Regions from separate parts of the Oryctolagus cuniculus genome. Here region 2 is linked to region 1. A link is a contact called in public Micro-C data. All regions are on one chromosome and are shown on one strand. The core of a region is the stretch at or near the end of the contact, and the rest is flanking DNA. Distances in the headings are between cores, read along the strand shown. Region 1 holds the start of TRIB2 (tribbles pseudokinase 2). Region 2 has its middle 250 kb from the start of TRIB2.

Region 1 (4,580 bases), core at 971-3,470:
ACACTCTGCACAGGGCTCGGCTTATACTAAGCCTTCATAGATTTCCTGGAACTGGAAACACAATTCCAAAGGAATCGTGTGAGGTGAGCAGGGTTTGTGCCATGCCCTCAAAGATGAAGAGTCAGGACCCAGAAAGGGAGGGAACAAAGGTATTTCTTGATTCAATCTCCATGTGAAATCAGGAGCCCAGCCAGGACTGCAAAACAGGGTGCAACCCTGAATTCTGGCAAAGCTCCTCTGGCAGCCCCTGACCAGAGACGGCCACACACCTTCTTCCCCACCCACCAGCAGAGGTGGCCTTGGAGCTGCTCTTGACACGGGCCCATGTCTTCGTGGGGGGACGCTGGACTGGAAGACCCCTTAGGCTGTCCTGATCTATCCGCCCAGGATCAGGGATGAAGTCATGGGCAGCATGGCAAGGCATGCCAAGCCACAGGGCCCACTTGTTTCCCTTCCTTCCCAGGAACCGCTGGGAGGCAGTTGCAGACTTAGGGTCCTGGCTCATGTGGGGCCGACTCCAGGGACTCCTCATCATTGGAGCAACTCCCTGGTCCCAGGTGGGCATCCCCATAAACGCCTCTTTTTTCACTCAAATTATCCCACTGTGGGCAGTAAGTTGTAGGTTCTTTACTAACCACGTACAAGACGGGAGGGCGCCCAGAATCATCTCAATGCCCCTTTACCAGCCCCTCCCAGTGTGCTCCGGGCTGGATGGCTTCTCATTACCAAGATCCATTTGGAAAAGGTTCTAGATTTCCAAGGCTCTGAGTGGGTTCAAGATTCTTTGCTCCCGCGTCCCAGCCAAGCGGACTGGAGTTAATAATTCGGCGGTGAAACGGCTGCCTTCACATCACCTTCAGCTTTGAGTGCATCCGTGGTCCATGTGCTAGGGGATAAGAGAGAAGCCCTGCGGCCTGCAGCTGGGCGCCCGCAGCGCTGGTGCCAAGGATTGTCACCCTGGGCCTTCTCGGCACGATGGGCAATGCCCTGAAAGCAGGGGGGAGTATAAAAGATTCAATGTGGTCTGCGTTAAATGTCTTCTTAAGAAAATTAAATACTCAGGCTGGGGAAGGGGAGGAGGTAGTGGCACCAAAGGAAAGCAAGCACACGATTTCTTTTTAAACGGGGAGAGGGATGCTGGAGATAGAATGAAACGAATTCGTGGAGCTCCAGGCAGTGGTACTGTTCCGGGCACCTTCTGGGAAAACAGAGGCGCTCCTCGCTCAGCGCATCCGAGCAGAGTGGGCCAGAGGCTCCGAGTCCGCCCGGCTTTCCGCGGGAAAGCGCCAGGAGGATGCAGGCGCTCGGTTCAAAGGCAGAGCCTTGGCGCGGTCCGAGCTGCGCCGGGCGAACCGGTGGGGAGGCGCGGCCCGCCTGCAGCGGGGCACGTAGCCGGCACGGGGCGCGCTGCCCGGACGGCGCTGGCCACGGCGCCCGGGGCCGGGGGGCGGATATAGCACTTTGTTTACCGCCCCGAGCCCCAGCGCCGGCGGCCCGGGCCGGGAGCCGCAGGGGCAGCAGCGGCGAGGCTGACGGATGGGCACCCGGCTCAATGAGGGGCGGGGGGAGCCGGCAGGGGCGGGGCGGGGCCGGGGCGAGTGTGTCGGTGACATTGAATGGGGAGACCGGGCGCGAGCGGGGCGCGCGCGCGCGCACAGGCAGCCGCGCTCGCGCCGAGATCCCCGGCCGCGTAAGTAACTATTAATACCGCCTGGCCGGGAGGTGCTGGCGTGCCGAGCGGGGGCTGGCCTCGGCGCCGTCGGCCATCCCCTTTCATCCTTAAATACACTGCCCTCGCCTACCGCTGCGGGGCCAGGGAAGAATTAAGGAAGAAGGCGGAAAAGCGTCAATTTTCTCCAAAACAAACCGCGCGGGGCGCTGAGGGTCCGGCGCAGGGGGAGACGGAGCGGTTGCCAGTTGTTCCGAGGCGAGCCGCGGCTCTCCGGCGGGAAGGCGACGCCGCCGCGGGTGGGCCGAGCCAGGGGGGCGCATCCTCTCCCGGTGCCCGCACGATCCCGGAAGCCCGCGCCGGGGAAACCGGAGCCCGCCGCTCCGTCCTGGCCCCTGCGCGCTCTCCCGGCTCGGCTCGCAGGAAGACCCGGAGCGCGGGCGCGCGGCTGCAGCATGCGCCTGTGCTGAGCTCGGCGCGGCGGGCCAGCCCGGGCGGTGTCGCGGAACCTGCGCCCGGCCCGCGCCGCGACTCTGCCCGGCTCTTGCCATTTTTTTTTTTTTTTTTTTTTTTTTTTTTTTTTTTGGCAGCGCTGCGGACCGCTCCAACTTACATGCTCCCTTGCTATTTTTCTTTTGTGTGTGTGTGTAATTTTTTGGAGCGCTCTGGCGATCTTGGAACAGCCTCAGACGCCATCTACAGTTGAAACGTAGGTAACTGCCCTCGCCGGCACCCCCCTCCCTTCCACGCCCCCCACCCTTTCCACCAAAAAAGGGGGTGCAGCGCGGATCCTGGCTGCCGTGCGTCGCGAGCCGGCAGACCCGTGCCGATTTCCTTTTGCTTTTTGTTTGGTTTGCAACGCGTGGAGCCTGCGCCGCCGCCGTGCGCTCCCGGAGGACTGCACGAACCACACACAGCCGGGCTCCTCCGCCCCGCGTGCGATTCCCAAGGCTGCCTGGGCACCGCTTCGGGAAACCCGGCTCTGCAGCCCCCGTCTGCGCGGCCCCGCGGCTCCTCCAGACCCGCGCCGGGGGAAAGAGCGAGCGAGCAACTCCAAGTGCGGCGATTCTGCGCGTCGCTGCCGGCTTCGGGGTAACAAAAGGACCCGGGCTGCCTGCGGAGCGAGTGCCCCCGGGAGCCGGGTTCGCAGGAGACCAGGTACCCGGCGGCGCCCATCCAGGGGCTCCTGACTCCTTCTCCACGCAGCCCCGCGCCTCGCTACCCGCCGAAACCCGGGGCACCGAGGCGCCTGCAGCCGCACTCGTGCCGCCAGCGGGTCTTTTTGTCTGTCGTGCGCGATCCCCACACTCATGAACATACACAGGTCTACCCCCATCACAATAGCGAGATATGGGAGATCGCGGAACAAAACCCAGGATTTCGAAGAGTTGTCGTCTATAAGGTCCGCCGAGCCCAGCCAGAGTTTCAGCCCGAACCTCGGCTCCCCGAGCCCGCCCGAGACTCCGAACTTGTCGCATTGCGTTTCTTGCATCGGGAAATACTTATTGTTGGAACCTCTGGAGGGAGACCACGTTTTCCGTGCGGTGCATCTGCACAGCGGAGAGGAGCTGGTGTGCAAGGTAAGGAGCCGGGGGTGTTGGTGTTTGGGTTAAAAAAAAAAATTCCCTGGGCCCTTGGACAGGGGCCGGCGCGGGTGGGGAGGTCGCCGAGCCCTGAGTCTGGGGGAGGGAGATCCACCGGGTCCCTGTCCGTGGCCTGGATCCGCGGGCTTGTTCCTTTATTTGCTGCTGTCGGACTAGTTGCGAAGTTTTTAGAAAGGTTCAGACAATGGGGCGGGCTGCCGCGGGGGCGTTTTGGGGAGAGCCCGCGGCGGGGAGGGCGCGGGACTGCGCGGGGGCCCCCGGACACGCGTGCTCCCGAGGCTCCCGGAGCTCCCTGGCGCCAGGCCGGGACCCGCTGCCCAGCGACTGGGGCGCGGGGGGCTGGGAGGTTCCCAGTGGCTCTCCCCTCTCGTTCCTGCGTGGATCTGGGAATCCCCCTCTAATTTTAAGACCCTAGTGACTCGGTCCCTCTCGCAGCCATTGTTCTTCGCAGCGTGCAGGTGTTAAACCTTTGTTCCGAAGGTGCCCTTTTTCGGAGACACACAAAGGTGTCCCCTCGGGCTGTGCCCAGGGGCCTGGCGCGGGGAGGCAGTTTACAAAGACCTTGTAGCCTTGATGGGAGATTGGGTGGAAATCAAAGCCGCGGGCGCACCTTCGGTGAAGAGCGGATTGTTGGGGTCCCTCTCTCCCGTCTGTTTCTTTTCTTGTCTAGACTTCCTTGCCTACACGTCCCACCATCAACACACACCTTGCCCCGTCAGCTTAGAGCTTAGCCCTTGGAGCCCCAGGGATTGGCAGGTAGAACCACCCCGGGGACAATTTAGCTGCCTTTTTGTTTTTGACCCTGCAGGATGCCTGGCTTGTGTGTGTCTGTGTCTTTGTGTGCACCCACCGGGCACCAGACAAGAGGCTGAAGAGGGGAAGTACAGTAGAGCGCATTGCTACCCAGAATTGGACATAGATCAAGAATCCATTGTCATTTAATTTTAGATTTGCTCTCTGTTGTTTTTCCTGGGGGGGAGAGTGGGGGTCGGGGGTGGGGAGCCAGGACTCCTGCTGTCTTTGAAACAGGCTCAGTGCACAGCTGTACTACAAATAATGCATCACACTCTTACCATGAGCCACAGACTGCTTTGTGAACTTGTCTTATTTCATACTGGACTGGAGTATTTCATTGCAAAAATTGGGTTTGGTGTAGCTCTCCGGTCGGTTTTGTGATTGTCCGACTCAGACCTTAGGGAGAAACCGGAGCCGCTTTAAATATTGCTTTTTGCTTGGACTGAGCCTGCGGTATTTTGCATCTTTTCTGAGTTATTGAGACCCACAGCAACTGTGCCCATTTGACCAAA
Region 2 (4,580 bases), core at 1,119-3,618, 250 kb before region 1:
TCCATTCACATCAAGATTCATTTTCAATTATCTTTATATACAGAAGATCAATTTAGTATAAATTAAGTAAGTATTTCAACAGTTTGAACCCACACAGAAACACAAAGTGTAAAGTACTGTTTGGTGCTAGTTATAGCATTAACTCACATTGGACAACACATTAAGGACAGAGATCCTACATGAGGAGTAAGTGCACAGTGACTCCTGTTGTTGACTCAACAAATTGACACTCTTGTTTATGGCGTCAGTAATCACCCTAGGCTCTTGTCATGAGTTGCCAAGGCTATGGAAGGCTTTTGAGTTCACTGACTGTGATAATATTTAGACAAGGTCATAGTCAAAGTGGAAGTTCTCTCCTCCCTTCAGAGAAAGGCACCTCCTTCTTTGATGGCCATAGATACAGGGATTTTTGTGTTGCTTTCCTTTGTGTCTTTTTTTTTTTTTAATTTAGAAAATGCACTCTCAGGACCACTAGGCATTGAGGACTTCTATTGGAATAATCAGCAGAGAAGCTTGGAGAAAAAGCCTGTTTTAGCTGTTTGTATTTGTAGTATTGTGCAAGGTCTATGGTGAGGGTTAATCTTATGTGTCAACTTGTTTGGGTCACAGAGTCTAAATATGTTTTCAAACATCGTTCTGCAGATTTCTGTGATGGTATTTTTCGATGAGATTTAGATTTAAAGCAGTGAAATTTGAGTAGAGGAGATGCCCTCTATAAAGTGAGGAGGCCTCATCCAATCAGCCGAAGGCCTGAATAGAACAGAAGGTTGACCCCCCCCCCCCTTCCTCCAGCAAGAAGGAATCCTGCATCAGGCAGCCTCTGGACTCGCACTGCAGTTGGGTCCTTCCTGGTGCTAGCCTGACATCTTCCCCCATCAGACTGTGGACTCTTTATAATTGCCAGAGCTAATTCCTTCAACAGGTCGTACATGAACCCTGAATAACAATACAAATGCATCCACTCACTGCTGACCGGTAAGATAGCTTCACTTCCAAGTGCCACTCGGGCGTCCTCTCTCGCCTTGACTCATCCCAGTCAGCACCGTGCAAGCTCACCTGACAGTCACGTTTGGAGATGCAGCAGATCCATTGTACACAGAATCCCCGTTGAGGAGGTAGCAAGGTTATGGAGAGCATGAGCCGTGAAGACGTGGAGAGCCAGCCCCCACAGCTGTGCTACTCGGATCACCTTGCTCTGAAGAGAGGTGTGGGGCACTGAAGCAGACCAATCTGGGGTGGGCTTTGCACCTGGGGGAAGGGGGAGCAGAGTGGACTCAGGACAGAGTGCTAGAGCTGCAAGGGTATCAGGGTGTCCTGGGGGCTGTAAAGTGGACAGAGGGCAAGTGCCTGAGTTTCCCACGGCTTCTCCCCCAACATTGCCAGGCACAGTCAAGAGGGGGGATCACACACTGCCCTACAGGATCTCCCAGGGCTTCATGGGTGTAAGTCCCTGGTGGATGAGGTTACATTCTTACTACTTAGCGAAATGGAGACTTGAAAAGGATATTGTCTGTTTATAGAATATAAAGTTGCATTTCCCACAATCTTGGATTTTGTAGGCGGAGATTTATACCTGCTGCAGAAATTAACATTCTAGAGAGTAAATGGTGATTACCACTGTTGCTATTTAGATGACATCCAAGGGTTCTCCAAAAAAGTTCTTGAAAATAGAGAATTAAAAGTTAAATTTATTTAGGTATAAAACATTTTTGAAATCCATTTATCATATACATTTTCATGAACTTTTTGATGTGCCTTTCTGTATTGAAATACATTAGGTGAGTGTAGTAAAATAACGTGCTTACAGGTACAGTTCAGTGAGAATGGTACAAAATGGACTGACAATGATGAAGAAGAAAACATTGGCTTTGTGGTCTCGCAGAACAGGATTTGAGTCCCAGATTCATAACATGCCCAGGGAAATTTACAGAGGTACTGAATTTTCTCAGACTGAAGAATGGGAGAAATCTCTTCACTGTCCTTGAAGGACTTTTGTCAGAAATACACTTGATTATAAATAAAAATCACAGGCCCGGTATCCAGCACAACAGGGCTCAGCAGCTGCTGCATCCAGGGTCCAATTCCAGCGCGTAAAATATGGGTGAGACAAAAACACTTTTGTTGGGCTGATGAAATGATGCATGATTTGCTTTTCATTTTTCCAAACTTTCTGGAATGTTGCATCATTTTTTTCAACAGAGAAATATATTAGAAAGTTTTCCAACTCCTGCTGTAGGCCCTGCAGCCCACAAAGTAAACACTGGGGTGTGTCAAATGGGTTTGGTTTCCCTCTCTGTCCCCAGTGCCTGAGCCCTGAGAGGGGAGGAGCATATGGGAGCCAGGCACTTCCTCCTCAGTTAATCACAGCCTGGCTGACTGATTGCAACACTCCAAAACTTCATGCTGTCCCCGGCCTTTCAATGTCTTGCTGAACTGCTGTCCAAGGGCAAATTTTTTCTGTCCAACAGACCTGCAAGGTTGCTAAGCACATAGAAGGATAAGGAGAGATTTGAGTTACTCAATACTTGTTTTGCACAAGTCTGTTTAAAAAAATTGCATCATATCCCATTTGAAGGTTTTGCAATGGAGGGTGGATACCTAAACTGCAAGTTAAGTAAGTCTGAGCTCTGGGCACCTTTGTGATTGAGACATCCTCAATATACTCACATGGAAAATATTTGGTTGTTCTCACTTTGAAAAAAAAAAAAGCATGTAGAAAGCCAATGAAAATAGATCCCGATGTTCCTTGCACATATAAAATACACTTACACCATGCCCCATCCTGTTTCTTGTCAGGCATTTGGTACATTTTACTCATGTGGTGAATACAAATAGGATTAGTCTTTGGCCTTTCAGAATCTAAATTCCTTCTAATGCTGCAATTCACCCAGAGTTTTCTGTTAGCACAAAGAACATCCATTATGGAATTAATTGCCAGTTCAGGTTCAAATTCTGCTTCTGACATTAGCTGGTTAGATGGCCTTGGGCAAATGGCCTATTCTCCCTCGGTCTGATTTCTGCAGTGTTGGAGAGGGGAATGATAACAGGGCTCAGGCCACAGCCTGGCATTCCCTGGGGATCAGTACACATCAGTCCCCTTCCATCTCAAGTGGCTCACCCTAGTCACACTCATCCATTACACACCACTCCTCTCCAGGACCTTCCTCCTACCCTGGGATGGGGCTACAGATTGAGGGCCAAGTGAGACTTGGGCACTGCCCTACAGGGAGCTCAGAGAATCCTGCTAAAGGCAGATGCCTTGTACACCAAGAGTTGGTGGCACTGGGGGAGGGTGGGAGGTACTGATTGGGAGGGAAAAGGAGAAATTCTTCCAAACTCAGAGATGCCAGGCATCATTCCAGAAGAGCAGGGCTTCATCTAGTTACTTACCGTGAGCAAGGCACAAATTTCAGAGATTTGAGCTGAGCCCCTCAGTGCAAACCAACCAGTCCACAGTCTATTTGCAAAGTGGCTTCTCTACTCAGTGCTTCTGTTGCTTTGAGATGTCATTTACCCACATAGGCTTCCACTTCCTCCATCTATAAAACGGGGCCAGCGCTCCATGGATATGTGTTCTTGAGGGAAGGGCATGCAGTAAAGGGACTAGGACTAGATAGAGAGGCTCATTGAGACACAATGGTGTAAATGACATAAAAGTGTGTAAAATCTGGTGAGAATGTGAGAGATTTACATGGTGTGCAATTACATTCTTTTAAAAAAATTTAAGAGATTTACTTATTTTACTTGAAAGGCAGAGTTACTGAGGGAGAGGGAGAGATGCAGAAAGAGAACTGGCGCCCATACGGGATGCTGGTACTGTAGGCAGCAGCTTAATCCACTATGCCACAGCACCAGCCCCAGTAATTACATTCTTAATACAAGAAGGGTGGGGCCAGCACTGTGGCACAGTGGATTAAGCTATGGCCTGCAGCACTGGCATCCAGTATGGGCACCAGTTTGAATCCCAGCTGCCCACTTCTGATCCAGCTCCCTGCTAATGTGCCTGGGAAAACAACAGAGAATGGCCCAAGTGCTTGGGTCCCTGGACCCATGAGGGAGATCCGAAAGAAGTTCCTGGCTGCTGGCTTTGACCGGGTACAACCCCAGTCGTTGTAGCCATTTGGGGAGTGAAGTAACAAACGGAAGATTCTCTCTCTCTCTCTCTCTCTCTCTCTCTCTCTCTCTCCCTCCCTCCCTCCCTCCCCCTCCCTATGTCTATCCTTCTCTCTGTGCCTCTTTCATATATATATATATATATATTATATTTATTTAAATACAAGACAGGAGGGTTTTCAATCAGATGAAAGATTCAGTGTTTTGTGTCAATTTGACATTGGCTGTCTGGGTAGAGTGGATACCTTTTATGGATATAAAAGGAAGACACTGAGAACTAAAGTGCATGGCTCAGGCACAAGCTCATTCCTTTGCCAGAAAATATCTGGCTAACCTCTCTAGTACCTTTGGCACGGGAAGTGCACACACATAGTCCCAAAGAGCAACTCCATGCAAGACTTCCTGTGTCTTTACTTCTTTGCTGTGTCTGGAACAGGCCTGAAGTCACAGTGTAGGCATGACTGGAA

Evidence for each region. A called contact is a pair of places that touch in the nucleus more often than the background predicts.
Region 2: a contact with region 1 is called in a Micro-C map of ear pinna, with 3 times the contacts expected there. The contact joins the enhancer-like site here to the promoter of TRIB2 in region 1. A contact is called at or near these places in 2 of 6 Hi-C or Micro-C datasets (ear pinna and psoas muscle).

What each region holds. Positions count from the first base shown.
Region 1 is chr2:190,032,021-190,036,600 of mOryCun1.1, reverse strand. TRIB2 (tribbles pseudokinase 2) reads left to right here and starts at 2,220. Exons shown (of 3, transcript XM_002710045.5): 1 at 2,220-3,249. The coding sequence starts at 2,980.
Region 2 is chr2:190,282,544-190,287,123 of mOryCun1.1, reverse strand. No RefSeq gene overlaps it. Among named protein-coding and RNA genes, the nearest start is that of TRIB2, 250 kb to the right of the region's middle. Within about 2 kb of position 2,368, at least 2 of the 8 cell types and tissues checked have an H3K27ac peak or open chromatin away from gene starts, as enhancers often do. A contact at or near this core is called in ear pinna, where this site is marked.